2 separate regions of the Oryctolagus cuniculus genome follow, and region 1 is linked to region 2. The links are chromatin contacts, called in public Micro-C maps. All regions are on one chromosome and are shown on one strand. Each heading gives the region's core, a stretch centred on a gene start, on an enhancer-like site or on the middle of the called end of the contact. The rest is flanking DNA. Distances are from core to core; before and after follow the strand shown. Region 1 holds the start of LRRC8B (leucine rich repeat containing 8 VRAC subunit B). Region 2 holds the start of LRRC8D (leucine rich repeat containing 8 VRAC subunit D).

The links. A called contact is a pair of places that touch in the nucleus more often than the background predicts.
Region 1: a contact with region 2 is called in a Micro-C map of ear pinna, with 4 times the contacts expected there. The contact joins the promoter of LRRC8B here to the promoter of LRRC8D in region 2. A contact is called at or near these places in 2 of 6 Hi-C or Micro-C datasets (ear pinna and psoas muscle).

What each region holds. Positions count from the first base shown.
Region 1 is chr7:81,193,691-81,197,399 of mOryCun1.1, forward strand. LRRC8B (leucine rich repeat containing 8 VRAC subunit B) reads right to left here and starts at 2,321. Exons shown (of 5, transcript XM_017346108.3): 1 at 2,184-2,321.
Region 2 is chr7:80,850,347-80,853,808 of mOryCun1.1, forward strand. LRRC8D (leucine rich repeat containing 8 VRAC subunit D) reads right to left here and starts at 1,822. Exons shown (of 3, transcript XM_051856259.2): 1 at 1,270-1,822.

The DNA of each region.
Region 1 (3,709 bases), core at 1,071-3,570, 340 kb after region 2:
GGCTACTTCTGTATAGATAGTAAAAAAATTTTTTAATAGAACATAAAAATAGGTACTACTGAAATGATTTTTAAAAAAGTTAAAAATTTACTTCCAAGTGAAACTTTGGCTAAAAAGTAAGGATCTTTGAAATCTTGACACATTTTGCCCCTTCAACTTCAGAAAATAAAAGTGCAGGCAAATATCCACATTGATTCATCTACCAAAACCGGAGAGGATTTGGTATTTTTTCCAAGCTTTAGTGTTTGGGGCCCTGTTCATTCTAGGATTTGAAAACTGCTACGGGGAATGTGGTAGTGAGGAGGATTAAAAAAGCAAAGCTTAACTAATACAACAAAACCATCCCAACTTTGAATATACTCATGCCAGGCAGGACAAGCTGGAACATCTTTCCTGCTGAAGAAAACCGATACGTTTTGAAAACCAGTAAGTTTTAACACAGATTTTTAAAACTAGGTGTAAGAAAAGTGCCCTTAATGGCAATTTCGCCCCCTTCACCAACTACACCAAAAGCCCTCTTTGTAGCTCAGAGCACCATCAGCCATGTTATAGGGCTTATATTCTTAAACCACATGGGCCCAACGACCTGAAGGATTAGCTGTCATTTCATATTTTCTTAAAGACTGGAGAGGATGACTAGGACAGCCAGGGGCAGAAAAACAAAGTCACCTTGGCACCCGCATTTTTGGTTCTCTGGAAGTGTCCCTTGTACCCATGGGGAGTACCAAATTGTTAAATAATGATACTGCAGTGTGACTTCTGTTCCAAGCTTCGGGTCCTGTTCTTAGGTTCAGGAGAAAGCCTGATAAAGACACACACTGCTTAATGTCTCAGTATGTGTCCAACCAATTGCCTATTTTAAGTTGCCTACAGATTTACAATGTAATGTTTTTCATACTGGTATCCTTTTACAGCTAGGTGTTTAAGTGTCTAGGCAAGGTGAATTTATTTTCAAGGAAGTTCACACACCGGTGTTAGGTTTGCTCTTGGGCGTGGAGGCAGGCGGTAGAGAGTGCTAGGAGAGTCCTGACCACAAATACCTTTTCACAAATGCCACCTGGAGGACGCAGAGTAATGAGCCAACCCTGCACCTCCTTCCTCCGGACCTCTCAACACCTGCTCAACTGTAGCCCAAGGGGAGGAAACTCCTGTGCCTCTCTTTAAATGGGAATCCGTTGCCCTCTTTCCCCGCCCCCCGTCAAACGAATGCCCAACGCCAGCACCAAACCTTAGACGAGTAACTAGTATAGGAGAACACAGAATGTTTGCCAACAAACAGCGCCAGGGCAGGGGGCAAACGACAGCGACCACAAGTGGACACCCTGGACGGAGGTCCGCTCACCTGGGCGAGGCTCCAGCCTGGGAAAGCAGAACCCTTTCTCCGCCCCGCCCGAGGACTCGCACAGGTGCAGCGCCAAGGCTACCAGAGGACAGAGGGGGCCGCCCACCCACTCTTTTCGCCCCAGATGACCCTAGCACCCGGGAAAGCTTCCCTCAGCGGGTATCGCTCCTTCTTTCCCGGAGACAAGGGAGCAACGAAACCGCCACTCAACGTCTCCGGCCGCGCCACCCGTCCGCAACCAGGCACGCAGGTGAGGTGCAGACAGGTAACCGCACCTGCTCTCCCAACCCCACCTGCTGCGTCTCCTATCCCCGTCCTCCTCCTCCACCGCCTCGGTGGGCTCGGCTCCTCCTCCACACGCCGCGGTGTCACGCTCCGACCTACCTGTGCGACTCCAACCCCAGGGCGCCGGAGCGAACCGTGGCGGGCACCCTGCGCGCCTCCGGGCCCGCCGGCGGCGGCCCGGCGCCCGCACTTTGCCGGCTGCCGGCGGCTGCGGGCTCAGCGGGAAGCCCCGGCGCTGCCCAGCTCGCCGCCTCCGAGCGGCTCCATTGTGACGCGGCGCGTTCCAGCGGCCAATGGGCGCGCGGCGGCGCGAACCGCTGACTGAGTTCGCGCGCGGAGGAGGAGGGGCCGGGCCGAGGTAGGGGCGGCGGCACGGCCTCGGCGGTGGTGGCGGCGGCGGTGGCCGTGGCTGCCGCGGAGGCGGAGGAGGACGAGGAGCAGGACGAAGAGGAAGCAGCCGCGGCCGCTGGGATAGTTGCTCCTGCTGTGAAACTGTCTGCTCGCTCTGGGCGCGAGGTTTTGCCCAGCTTTGCGGTGGCGGGGGCCGGTGACTCACCCGTCGCTGCTGGGAACAAAGCGCAGCCATCTCCCCGAGCGCGCCATGTGGCCGCCGAGTCCCCTGGCCCAGCCGCGCGCCTCGCGGGGGACGCTGGGCTGCTGCCAGCGGAGGGAGCGAGAGGGGCCCAGGTCCGTCCCCTGGCGCCGCCACGCCAGTGACTTTGGCCGCACCCGGTGTGCTTGTGCGCGGGTCGGGTTCCCGCCTTCTCACGTGTGCGCCCGAGCAACTTGTTATTTACATAACGTGCGCTGGGGCCTTGAAGAAAGGCTCGGGAGCAGCGCGGGAACCCGCCTCTTGGACTCTGAAGTCCCTAGGCCGAGCCCCTGGGAGGGAGGGTTTTACAGTTGTACCGCACTAAGCTGCCTAAATTCAGTTCTGGCCTCCAGTGTCATCCGCCCCTCCCAGGTGTGCTGATCCTTGAGATGAGAGGGGGCGACCTGGGAGACTACACTCATGACCTACGTTGTGGCTAATCAACTGCAGGTGCACCATGGCTAGCGCCCAACCCACTTCCCTCTAGGGTTAAGTGCCTGGAGTTTGAACAGTAACAATACGCCTCACCAGAAAACAACATTAATCCAAACCCCAGGAATTAAGGGGACTTGATATTTTGTGTCCTCCACTTACACTCCATTTTAACTCGGCCTCTGCCCAAGCTCCCATTTGCAATACAACGATTCAATTAGGCAAGATTAAATATCTTAGTTGCTATGGCAACGACATCTCTCTTTATAAAGTAAAACTTTGCAAGGGACCTCCCAAAGGAATAGAGTATAAAAGACTTAGCATTAGGGACATCTGATCAGGTTTTGTAAATGGGAGTAAAGAAAACGCAGTCCCGAGTTACATGAGACGGGCGGTGTCCCACATAGACTGTTGAGATTAGAACTACAATTTGAATCACTCTGAGAGGTAGCAAGAAGGCTGCCTGTGGGTCTCTTGTTGTTTCCTTGTCTGCTGAATTCTAGGTTGGCGGCTGTCGTCTTCCTGCGTCTCGGGGGAGAAGCTGGAAGAACATGCCTTCATTTGGTCATTCAAGTTTTTGTTGAGCCATGCGTGTGAGCTACTGTGTATGCACAGATCTAAATCTAACTTACATTTGTGTTTGGTTCCCAAACTGCTCACCATCTGGAGATGGGTCACATATAGGTATATTCCTTGTAAATGAAACAAAGAAAAAAGTGGTAGTAGATACAGATTGTAAAGTTATGATATTGAAACTTGAAAACATCCGTTTTGTACGTGTTTCTGAATGTTTGGAAAGGAATATTCCTCCCCCCGCCAAATCCCTGAGCAGATGATCCATTCTTCCATCACAGCAGTTAACAGCCTATATGACTTGGGGTAGTTACTTACCTTCCCTAAACTCAGACTTAAGAGATTATAACCAGATATGCCTTCAACATTTCAATCCAATGATGATGTGAATACAAAAATGACTTCAATGCTTGGCAACCCAATTTACCATTAGCTGATAGTTAAAGCAACCAATTTCAAACAGTAATATTTCTAGGTAAACCTCG
Region 2 (3,462 bases), core at 572-3,071:
CAAGAGCCCACGCTTCCAAACAAGCTAGAAGCGGATTATACCGGTACCCAACCCGGAGATGGCCTGCGGCGGGCTGGGTGCACCTGCGGGGGCCCCCAGCTCCCTCCCCTCAGCGCGGGGCGGGGAGGCACGTCCTCCCCACGCAGCCCACCCAGAGCGGGATGAAGGCAGAGGGGAGGCGTTTCTGGAGAAGTTAAGGGCTCACCTTTCGGGCACCGGGCCAGCAAGGCCAGACACCACACACCCCCCTCCCTCTGGGAGGAATCCGCGAGGCCCTACGGGCTCTCCCCGCCCCTCCGGTTGGGCGGAGGCAGGCGAGAACTGGAGGCGCGCTCCAGGGGCAGCAGGAGCCAGGCAGTCCGCACTCGCCCCTCTCGGGCCCGCGGCCGGCGGCCCAGGCGCCCGCCGCACGCATGCTGGAAAGCGGAACAGCCTCCCCCTGCAGGGACGATCGCAAACCGGAGCCCCGGGCACCCTCACTGCCGTGTTCCCCCGAACCCACTCGCGGGTCCCCAGGCGAGCTCCGGCCGTAGCCTGCGCCCGGGCCGCGGCGCCGCGCTCAGCCGGGCGGGACGCTGCGCCGGGCCACGCGCTTCGGCTCCGGCGTGGCTCCACCCGCGCGTCGCCCTCCCTCGCAGCCCCCGGCCCCTTCCCGGAGAGGTGCGCACCAACCTGGGCGGGCAGCCCGGGCAGCTCGGCCGCCGAGCCGGGGCTTATGCTGAGGGGGGAGGTGGCGGCATCACCTGCGGCGGGCGGCGGCTGCACCGGGACGCGCCGGGGCGGCGAAGGCGCGCGGCGCCCTGGACCCTGCTCTCGCTGGCCCGCCCGCGGCTGCCACCTGGAAGCGCGGCAGAGGAGCCGGGGCACCACGGGCGGCGGCAGCGGCGGCGACGGGAGCAGCAGCACATGACTCTGTAACGAGGGGAATTAGACAAAGCGTAACATGGACTCCGGGCCCGTGCAAGCGCTGCAGCTCTGGGACCAACCGCAGCCGGCGAGCGCCGCGACTGGCCCGGCCGCAGCCAATGGCGCGGGCCCGGGCCTCCATGTGATTGCGAGCGCTTTCCCCTTGGCCCTGCCGCGCCCGCCGGGGGTCGTGCGGCTTCCGCAGCCGGGCGGCCGGGCTGACCCGAGGGGGGCTGTCTGATGAGGGAGGCGGCCCGAGATTGGGAACGTTAGGGGCTGGCAGCTAGAGACCGCCGGACGCGGAGCAGGTGCAAGGGGCGGGGAAGCATGGCAGCCATAGGTCGCCGTCGCACTAATACTCACCTATCAAACGCCCACCTGGGCAGGGCTCAGTGCCAGGCAGGCGCTGTTGCGGCTCAGGAGCCTTCACCCAAGTCTATTCTGCAGACTTAAACTCTGCTTTTAAGACCGGGGTGGGGCGGGGAGGAGTAAGTCAAAAGTCTCCGAAGCGCCTTCCAGCTCTAAAGAGAAAGTAGCCGGGGTTGGGGGCATAAACAGTTTGTCGGCGTCGTTAGTTCTGCCTCTGCTATTAAAAAGCGGTGCTGGAGAAACAGTTCTTGTTTTCATCTGAGTCTGCCTCTTTCTCCCCGTTCCTTGTCCCTGAAAATGTCTTACATCTGAAGCAGGCGGGTGAGGAGGTGGTTCTTTGCTGAGAGGGGTTTTCCAACCCGCCGCTTTCCCCCCTTTCTGTTCGTCCCTGGCGGTCTCTCTTGTCGGGGCGGGGTAGGGGGGAGGCAGGGGCCAAGAAAGTCAGGCGAAACAACTGGCTCAGCCCCGTGGGTCAACAATCTCCTTTTATCTGAATCCCTGGCTTTCTGTGCACGGCGGGAAGTCTCATTTCCCTGGTCCCGAGATCTCTCCATGTCAGCAAACGCTCATTCAGTATTTACGCGGCACCTAAGTGTTCTTAACAGGCAAGCCGCACAGTGTTACAGGAACTCGGGAACACGTGGGTTCCAGCAGAGTGAGGCATTGAAGTGAATGGTTTTCTGGGACTTGGGGCAAGTCTTCAGGGGGAGGTAACCCGTGGTGGGGAACACCTGGTGCTGGAAGAGCAGCACCACGGGCCGGGAGACCCTGCACAGAGGGGTGCAGGATGCATTCACGGGACTGCCCGGGCCAGGCAGCAGAGGCCACCAGATGTGAGCCCTCTGCCCTCACCACGGCTTTCTCACCACTTTCCATCCCTGTCCCTCATGCCAGCAGGCTCTCCTAGTCCCCGAAGTCTGCCAAGGAGAGACTGCGTGCCTGGTGATTTAATCCCAGAGTCAGATTTGCTGATTGGGGGGGGGGGGGGCACAATTCAGATATTTTGATTGAAAATGTCTCACAATTAATTTGGAATGTTTGCATTTTGCAAAAAAGAAAAAGACAAAACAAAACAAAACACCTCAGGTGTATCTTCCTCCACGTATGTTCTTACCTGTGTTTTCAACTGTGATCCTGCATTTGAAAAAGGATTCAAGATTGGTGTAAGTGGGGCCAGACATGTGACACAGCAGAATAAGCCACCACTTGGGATGCCTGCATCCCACATCAGAGTACCAGTTGGGAGTCACTGTTGCTCTATCCAGCTTCCTGCCAATGTGCCCAGGAAGTTGGCAGCTGATGACCCACCTGGAGTTCTGGGCTTCTGGCCTTGGCTTGGCCCAGTTCCAGCTGTTGTATGCTTTGGAGGAGTGAACCAGAGGATAGAAGATCTTGATCTTTTCCTCAATCTATCTTCATCTGCCTTTCAAACAAATAAATCAATACTAAAAAGATTGGTAGGGGCTGGCGCTGTGGCACAGTGGGTTAAAGCCCTGGCCTGAAGTGCAGGCATCCCATATGGGCACTGGTTCATGTCCTGGCTGCTCCTCTTCCAATCCAGCTCTCTGCTGTGACCTGGGATAGCAGTAGAAGATGGCCCAAGTCCTTGGGCCCCTGCACCCACGTGGGAGACCTGGAGGAAGCTCCTGGCTCCTGGCTTTGGATCAGCACTGCTCTGGCCATTGCGGCCATCTGGGGAGTTAATCATTGGATGGAAGACCTCTCTCTTTCCCTCTCTCTCTCTCTCCCTCTCTCACTCACTCTCTCCCTCTCTCTCTCTCTGCCTCTTTTCTCTCTGTGTAACTCTTTCAAATAAATAAATAAAATAAATCTAAAAAAAAAAAGATTGGTATAAGTGGAGAAGAAAGCAACACTCGGAAAACAGTCAAATATGGCAAAACAGACACTTCGTAAATCCTAGAGTACACTAGAGAAATCCCTTGGGAGGACAAAAGGCACGCCACATGCTGTGCTCTCTTGAACAGGTAATTCCGCAGCTATGAATTTATATTGTGGGCCTATTTGTGCAAAAACAATCTCTGAAATATTTATCAATATGTACAAAAAGATGTGGCCCATATATTTTTGTTTCTGATAATGGAAGTATGTAATAGTGGAGAAATACCTAACACAGCCCCAGTAAAGAACTGCAAGTTATGCCACTTCTGTGGAAGGAGACCTTAAGAC